Regions from separate parts of the Delphinus delphis genome. Here region 2 is linked to region 1. The links are chromatin contacts, called in public Hi-C maps. All regions are on one chromosome and are shown on one strand. The core of a region is the stretch at or near the end of the contact, and the rest is flanking DNA. Distances in the headings are between cores, read along the strand shown. Region 1 holds the start of SMIM11 (small integral membrane protein 11). Region 2 holds the start of ATP5PO (ATP synthase peripheral stalk subunit OSCP).

Region 1 (3,527 bases), core at 335-2,834:
AGGAAACAAATTAAGGGGGGAAAACCTAGGTTTTCCTAATTAAGTATGTTTTATTATCATCACTAAAGTATATGGGGCCAACATAGATGGTTATCAGTATCAACTTTACTTTTGGGGAATGGGAGAAATGCCCAATGTTTACGAGCATTCTGGGTATACAGTTGCTGCCACTTGCCCCCGTTTGTCACTCCAGCATCAATTTCCACCAAACCCAGGCTTGCCACTTTCAACCTGGCAACTGAAAATTCCAGTTCAAACAACTTGCTAGTTTTCTTTTCCACCCCGTTTGCTTTTAGAGTTCCTTCTGCTTGGTCTACTGGCTCCAAATGACCTGAGCCCCATTTACTTCTTACAGCATAGATCAGAAGCGATTTGAAAAGGAACCTATGGACTATAGTGGCTGCCCTGAGAGAGTCTAGCCCCAGATTACCCATAGTCAGACCCCAGCTCTGGAGCTTGCTGGTTTTAAAACCCTGGACAATTTTTTTTTTCGGTGCGCGGGCCTCTCACGGTTGTGGTCTCTCCCGCTGCGGAGCACAGGCTCCGGACGCGCAGGCTCAGCGGCCATGGCTCACGGGCCCAGCTACTCTGCGGCATGTGGGATCTTCCCGGACCGGGGCACGAACCCGTGTCCCCTGCATCGGCAGGCGGACTCTCAACCACTGCGCCACCAGGGAAGCCCGATCCCTGGACAATTTAATCAGTTTGTGTCTCCATTTCCTCATCTGTGAAGTGGTTACAGGCATATTATGTCCTTTATAGGCCTGTTAGGAGACTTCAATTAGAAAATTGCCACAAAGTGCTTAGAACAAAGCTATTTTAGTTACTTTCTCCAGGAAAACTTCACTTGTTGACAGAACTAACCCCCCTCTCCCCAATCCTCCAGTTTGTCCTTTCCTCTGCACTCCGTAACATTTCGTTCTTCACCAGCACCAAGATGTCCCAATGGGGTTCGGAGTTAGCCTGCCTGGGTTCAAATCTAGATTTTGCCACTCCAATTCACACGTTGTCTTGCGCCGGCCACATCATCTTCCCTTGCCTCAGTTTCCTCAACCAAAAAATGGCGAGCCAAGCACGTAGTAAGAAGTCTGTGAACCTCCCTCTCGATATCCTTGAACTGGGTGGGTGGGGGGGAGGGTGGCCAGTCTGCGCCCTCCCGTGCCGCAGGGACTGATGGACTCAAACTCCGCTCCGGTTTTCTAAGCGCTTGTTGAATGAAGGAATCTGGGAACCTAGTACCGGGCACCCTACTGCTATCCCACGGGAAAACACACGCATTTTGGACAGAGAACATGAACGCTAAATTTGGAAACTTCTGGGGAGCCACGTGCCCTCAGTCGCACACAGCGAGGAGCGTCCAGGGATGCGAGACGGCTGAGCGGCAGGAGCCCCCGCGACGCCCGCCCTCCGACCGCCGTCTTCCAGCTCAGGTAAGTTCAGAACGAGAACCTGCCCGGGGCCAGGCCGATTCCGCCAGGTGACCCACGTCACGGCCCCACGAAGGCCGTCCTGCCCAAAACGCATGCGCGACGAGCAGCGCACCCACCCAGGCTGCCTGGGCCCACTGCGCCGGCGCGAGCAGCGGCGCACACTCCGAGGTGGCCGGAGCCCACTGCGCCGGCGCGCGGAGCGGTGCATTTTGGGACATGTAGTTTTCTCGCGGCATTGTGGGAGTCGTGGTTCGTGTTGTGGCGGCGAGCTGGATCTTCCGTGGCCTGGAGTTGTAAGTGGATGGGGTCCGTGTCTGCCGAATCCTGACCCGAGACCCGGCAGCTCTTTGGGGGCGCTGTGGAGTTCGACGGCTCGCCCCGCTTTTGCACTTTCTCTGCAGGACGCTCTCCAGCGGGCCCCCGGGGACCGCGGGGTTGACAGCGGTCACGTTCCCCCCCTTCCCCCCGCAGAGCGTCCTACCTGGCTAGGTTGTCCAGGCGCCGCGAGATCGGCGGATCCGGCGCCGGGGGCGGCGTGTTGAGGCTGGCACGCAGGCCGAGGGGGGGACCCAGAGGTGGTTCCCGCCAGAGAGATTTGGGGGCGAGCGAATGCCCTGGAATGTTCTGTAGAATGGGGGGGGGGCGGGGAAGCAGTGGTCGCCCTTGGTCCTCATCCTCGGGTCTGAGCGGGGCAGGCGTTGCTCCCAGGTATCGCGGCTGTAGCGGACCCTGGCCCGGCCCTCCGGCTACGGAGGAGCCGAGGCTCAGCCCGTCGCCCTGGGAACCCCGGCTGACCCGGGCGTGGGGCTCAGAGGTCGACCAAGTGATACCCAAGGTTCAACTGGAACCCTCTCCTCCCCGCACCTACCTCTACTTCAGATGACTGGGTGAAGTGTTGGGGTGAAAACGGTAGAGACGGGGAATGAGAACAGCTTCGGACAATTCAAACTAAGGACACAGCCTAATGAGTGGCTGGAATGAGACACCCAGGGACAGACCGACCCTTGGGTGTGTTAGGTGTGCCAAGAAGAAAATTGTGGACTACACATTGTCCATATTGCTGTAATTGGCCTAATCAAAATAAGCCACTGGCTCTTCTGTTTTTTAGGAGAAATCTGGCAAAGGAGAAATCAGGATATTTTTGCAGTGAAGGAAAGAGAACTATTTCTTCCTAAGCCATTGTTATTTTTGGGTTTTAAGCTAAGACGGTGGATAGTTCCAGGGGAAGCTTAAAACTTCCTGCACTTCACAGATTTTATGCCTCTCAAAATTGTCCCGGTCTTGTTGGCTTTTGCAGTTCAGCCCTCAGATGCCAGCTGCCTCCTGGTTCTAATATTGCACCAGGTGTACATATGGCAGCAGAGCAAATAGCCTGATAATATTTTTAGCTTTCTCAGTTGTTCTCATTTGCTGAAGTCCTGCAGGGTGCTACAAGAATGGCTGAGTTGGAGCCTGTAATTTAAGGGAGATGGAGAAAAGTTATCATTTGGAGGCAGTGGGTGGGGATGAGTTTGATTGATTTGCCCTCTCATCTCCCACCCTCAATGCACCCCTTCCACTACTTTGCACATGGACTTTAAATATGTTTCTTTCCTAAAGAGATTGAATTTTATCACTCTAGATATGATGTTGAGGCAGCTGCCAGTATATTTTTAGTCAGATTCTGTGGTATCAAAGAGAGTGGTGACTTAGGCATTTCAGTGTTGCAGCGTTGTTCTTCGGGTTCTGGTTTTTAAAATGATAACACTTTGGTTTAGAGAGGCTAATGGCTTGCCCCAGGTCACATGCCTTGGCACTGGTGCCACCAAGAATAGAGTCCATTTCTCCTGCTTGCCCAGTGGTGGTGCTTTATACCCTGCTGTCACACGTTGCCCTGGATGCCACTTGCTTGTGTCCTGCAGCTTCACATGTCCATTAGTGGAAAGAGGTATTTATCAGAACAGTTATGGTTGATAATTTGTTCAGTGCTTTTCATGTGCGGAACATGGTGCTTAGTGTTCATGATCCAGTCTTTGAAGGAGAATTTACAGACAAGGGAGCTGAGGCTTAGAGGCCCAGTGACTCATCCAAGGTCACATAGTACATGTTTACCAGAGG
Region 2 (3,427 bases), core at 734-3,233, 430 kb before region 1:
ATATGCTTAGTGGTACTGTGTGATTGTAGTGGAAAAGCTTAGGCTTTGGATGAGCAAGATTTAGTTTCAGTCCAGCTTTAAGACTAAGCTGAAGGGCTTCCCTGGTGGCGCAGTGGTTGGGAGTCCACCTGCCGATGCAGGGGACACGGGTTCGTGCCCCGGTCCGGGAGGATCCCACACGCCACGGAGCAGCTGGGCCCACGCGTCCGGAGCCTGTGCTCCACAGCGGGAGAGGCCACAACAGTGAGAGGCCTGGATACCGCAAAAAAAAAAAAAAAAAAAGACTAAGCTGAATAACCTTGGGCAAGTTTTCCCAAAGTCTGTTTCCTTTTTTGTAAAATGGGAAGACCCGCTACCTCCCATCACTGTTATCGGGTTTTAAGAAATTCTGCTACTTAAAGGTTATGCACAGGCCTGTCCCACGGCAGGCATTCAACATTATTCCGTCCCCTAGCCCCTCCACCCCCATCATATTTGGGGAACCACAGATCATGCAGAAAGGTTTAGGGGTAACTATACAAAATCCATGCCCCTAAGTGTACTGCTGTCTGATTCACACACATTTATCTGCTTTACAATCACAAAAGACATACCCTCACAAGCTTGGCAAACGGCCTGACCACAGATGTACTGAAGCATCGCACCTTTAAAACAAAGAGAAAGTAGATCCAAATGAGACTACTTAAAGGATTCCTGCATTTAAACCTGCAGTAATAAACAGTAAACATGACCTCTAGATGATTCGCTTCTCATGTGTCCTTGTATCATCACATAGATTACATGAGGGTGAGCTGCTCTTTATTACCTAGGAGTAAATTTCCCCACTGGAAATCATTCCAGGTTGCTTGGGAAATATCTTTTCTACTTCTAACTTCCTGGTTTCCTAGGAGTAGGCTGAGGCAAGCACACCACTGAGAGAGAAAACACTAAGTTTGGTGAAATGTGTCTTCCAAAAATGTTAACAAGATTTTCGGCATTTATATTACCACCCTCGAGCATGATTTTAATAAAAAGTGGGAGGATTCCAGGCATGATCTGCAAGAGATGGACCTTCTTAGAATCCAAATGCTATCTGAAAATACAGACGAATTCTTTGGGTACTCCAGCCGTCCGATGTGAGAACAGGCCCTAGTACCTTGTCTATCAAAATACTACCTTGATATTGTTGAGATGGTAGCTTGTCTATCAAGAGTTGGAATCCGGAGTTTAAAAGGCACCTGCAAAGGCACAGGTCACCTTCAGATAATTCCAGCTCTAAGTGTACTATACCGGTTGTGAGGGTTAAAAGACTTTATAACACTTATGGAAAACTTACGGAAGCTGTACGCTGTCATGATATGTAAAGCATCATGTAATATAAAGAGCACGAATTTTCTTTCCAACTCTGTGGATTCGAATCTCAGCTCTACCCCTTATTGGCTGAGCAGCCAAGGACGACTCATTTTAACTTTTCGGTCTCACTTTTTTATTTAAACGTGAAATGTGTTTTTACAAATATTCCTTAGCATTACTGGTGACCCCAGCCAGGTGTGACCACCACAACATAGAGAGATCCCCCTTCACCTGTGCCCTTCAAACCAGCTGCTTCTCGAGGCTGTGCTCACAGGACGCCAACGTAGGACACGCGCAGCCCCAAGCCCACCGGCCCGCGCGCACCCCGGGGGGAAAGCGGGGCTGCCCAGGCAGCCTGGCGTCGCCCCCCACTCGCCTGGCCCCGCGACCTTGAACGGCGGCCACGCTCCCCAGCTGCGGCCTGGAACCGTGGATCTTAGGGGTCTGGTACGAGTCACCCCAGGAGGGCTTCTCCCGCTGGCTTTCAGGACCTCCGTTCTCTCACCTGCAGGGAGAGCCCAGACACTACCGGGGCGGCCATCTTCTCCTGGCGGCTGTAGGTCAAACCAGAGTTGGCAAAAGCGACCAAGAGCGCACGCGTGCGTCAGCGTAGCCGCTCGGCCTGCTGGGAAATGTAGGCGTAGGTCGTCAGGCCGCATGCGTAGGGATCTCCCTCAGACTGGGAGTTGTAGTCCTTAGAAGCGAGTGGTCAGGGCTGGACCCACAGGTCTGGGGGTTGGGACTAGTGGGCTCAGACAGCACCTGGAAATGAAATTCTAGAGTTACTAAGTGACCCTTATTGTAGAATAGATATAGTGCCCTTAGCTTAAAATTTCCATTTAGATAAGTACGGTGGCATTTGTTCCGTTTCACATTCATCACTAGCATCATTAGCGTGTTTACCCTTTCTTCCTACCACGCTAAAAGGTGATCAAGCGCAGTTCCTCGCGCTGTATGTATATATAAACCCCGAGCCTTACAGCTCCAGCAGCGGACACTACGTGCCCAGTGCCTGGGCCGTGACTGCTCCTGCATACCTCTATCCCACCTCCGCCCCATCTCACCTGAGTACAGCGCTGACCTCTTGGTTTGTGCGGACGCGTGAGGTTCTGGTGTTTAAACACTTCCTTCTGGGTAAGGCAGAGTGATTATCTGAGAACCATACCTAAAAATAGAACTGGTGTTTGAGCAAGTGTGACATTGAAACTGAGAACCCAACACTAGCTTTGGCTAGTTTCTCTGCATTCATAAAAACAACCTATTTTCAACCCACTTCCCTCTAAATGGAATTTGCTCTAATTTTCTCTTGTGTACAGAAGAGTTGGCTGTTGGTTGGAGTTTCCTGGCTGCAGTAATGGGGTCCTATGGTCAATTAAGATGTCTTTCTGCTCAGATCTATTATAGGAACACAGATTAAGTCCTTAATTTACCCTTTTTGAGTGCAGGTTTCTCATCATTACATAAACTTGTTAAAATGCAGAAAAGTAGAAGGGATGTAATTGCCCTCTTTTCGAACACTCAGAGTGTGTTGTCTCCCATTATTTTTTCAGATAGTAGCCTGGACTGCCCAGGCTTGAATCCCAGTCCTTTCATTGACCTTGGCCCAATTATATAACTTCTCTGTGCTTCAGTGTTCTAATCTATGAGTATTAGAATAGCACCTACCTTAGGGCTGTTAGGAAAAATGAACAAGTTGTATATCTATCTGTCTATCTATCCATCTATCTATAGATTTAGAACAATTGTCTGACAGACTGGCACTGAATAATATTCTCTATTTTGTTTTTATATTCTGTAACTTAATCATTCAATAATTTTGAACATAATTCAGATGGTTGCCTTTTTCTTTCTCTCCATTTTAAACAACACTTCATCTCCTGAGCATCTTTAGACACAAATTTTTTTTTCTTCTTCCTTAGGATAACTTCCAAATAGATTTCCAGAGCTGGCACAACTTGGCGAGAGGGTATGAGCACTTTCAAAGTCTTTGATGAATGAGGCCATGCTCTTTTCAAAACTTTAAACCAATTTATGCTTTCACTAGCAGTGCATAAAAACCCTTGTTTTACTTTTCTCTGCAAACTCTTTTGGGAGG

Evidence for each region. Hi-C and Micro-C count contacts between places; a contact is called where the count stands out from the background.
Region 2: a Hi-C map of lung shows a contact between it and region 1, with 6 times the contacts expected there. The contact joins the promoter of ATP5PO here to the promoter of SMIM11 in region 1. A contact is called at or near these places in 2 of 3 Hi-C or Micro-C datasets (lung and muscle).

The regions. Positions count from the first base shown.
Region 1 is chr4:10,718,575-10,722,101 of mDelDel1.2, reverse strand. It overlaps SMIM11 (small integral membrane protein 11), which reads left to right and starts at 1,584. Exons shown (of 4, transcript XM_060010343.1): 1 at 1,584-1,723.
Region 2 is chr4:11,149,309-11,152,735 of mDelDel1.2, reverse strand. ATP5PO (ATP synthase peripheral stalk subunit OSCP) reads right to left here and starts at 1,983. Exons shown (of 7, transcript XM_060010349.1): 1 at 1,838-1,983; 2 at 594-644. The coding sequence starts at 1,873.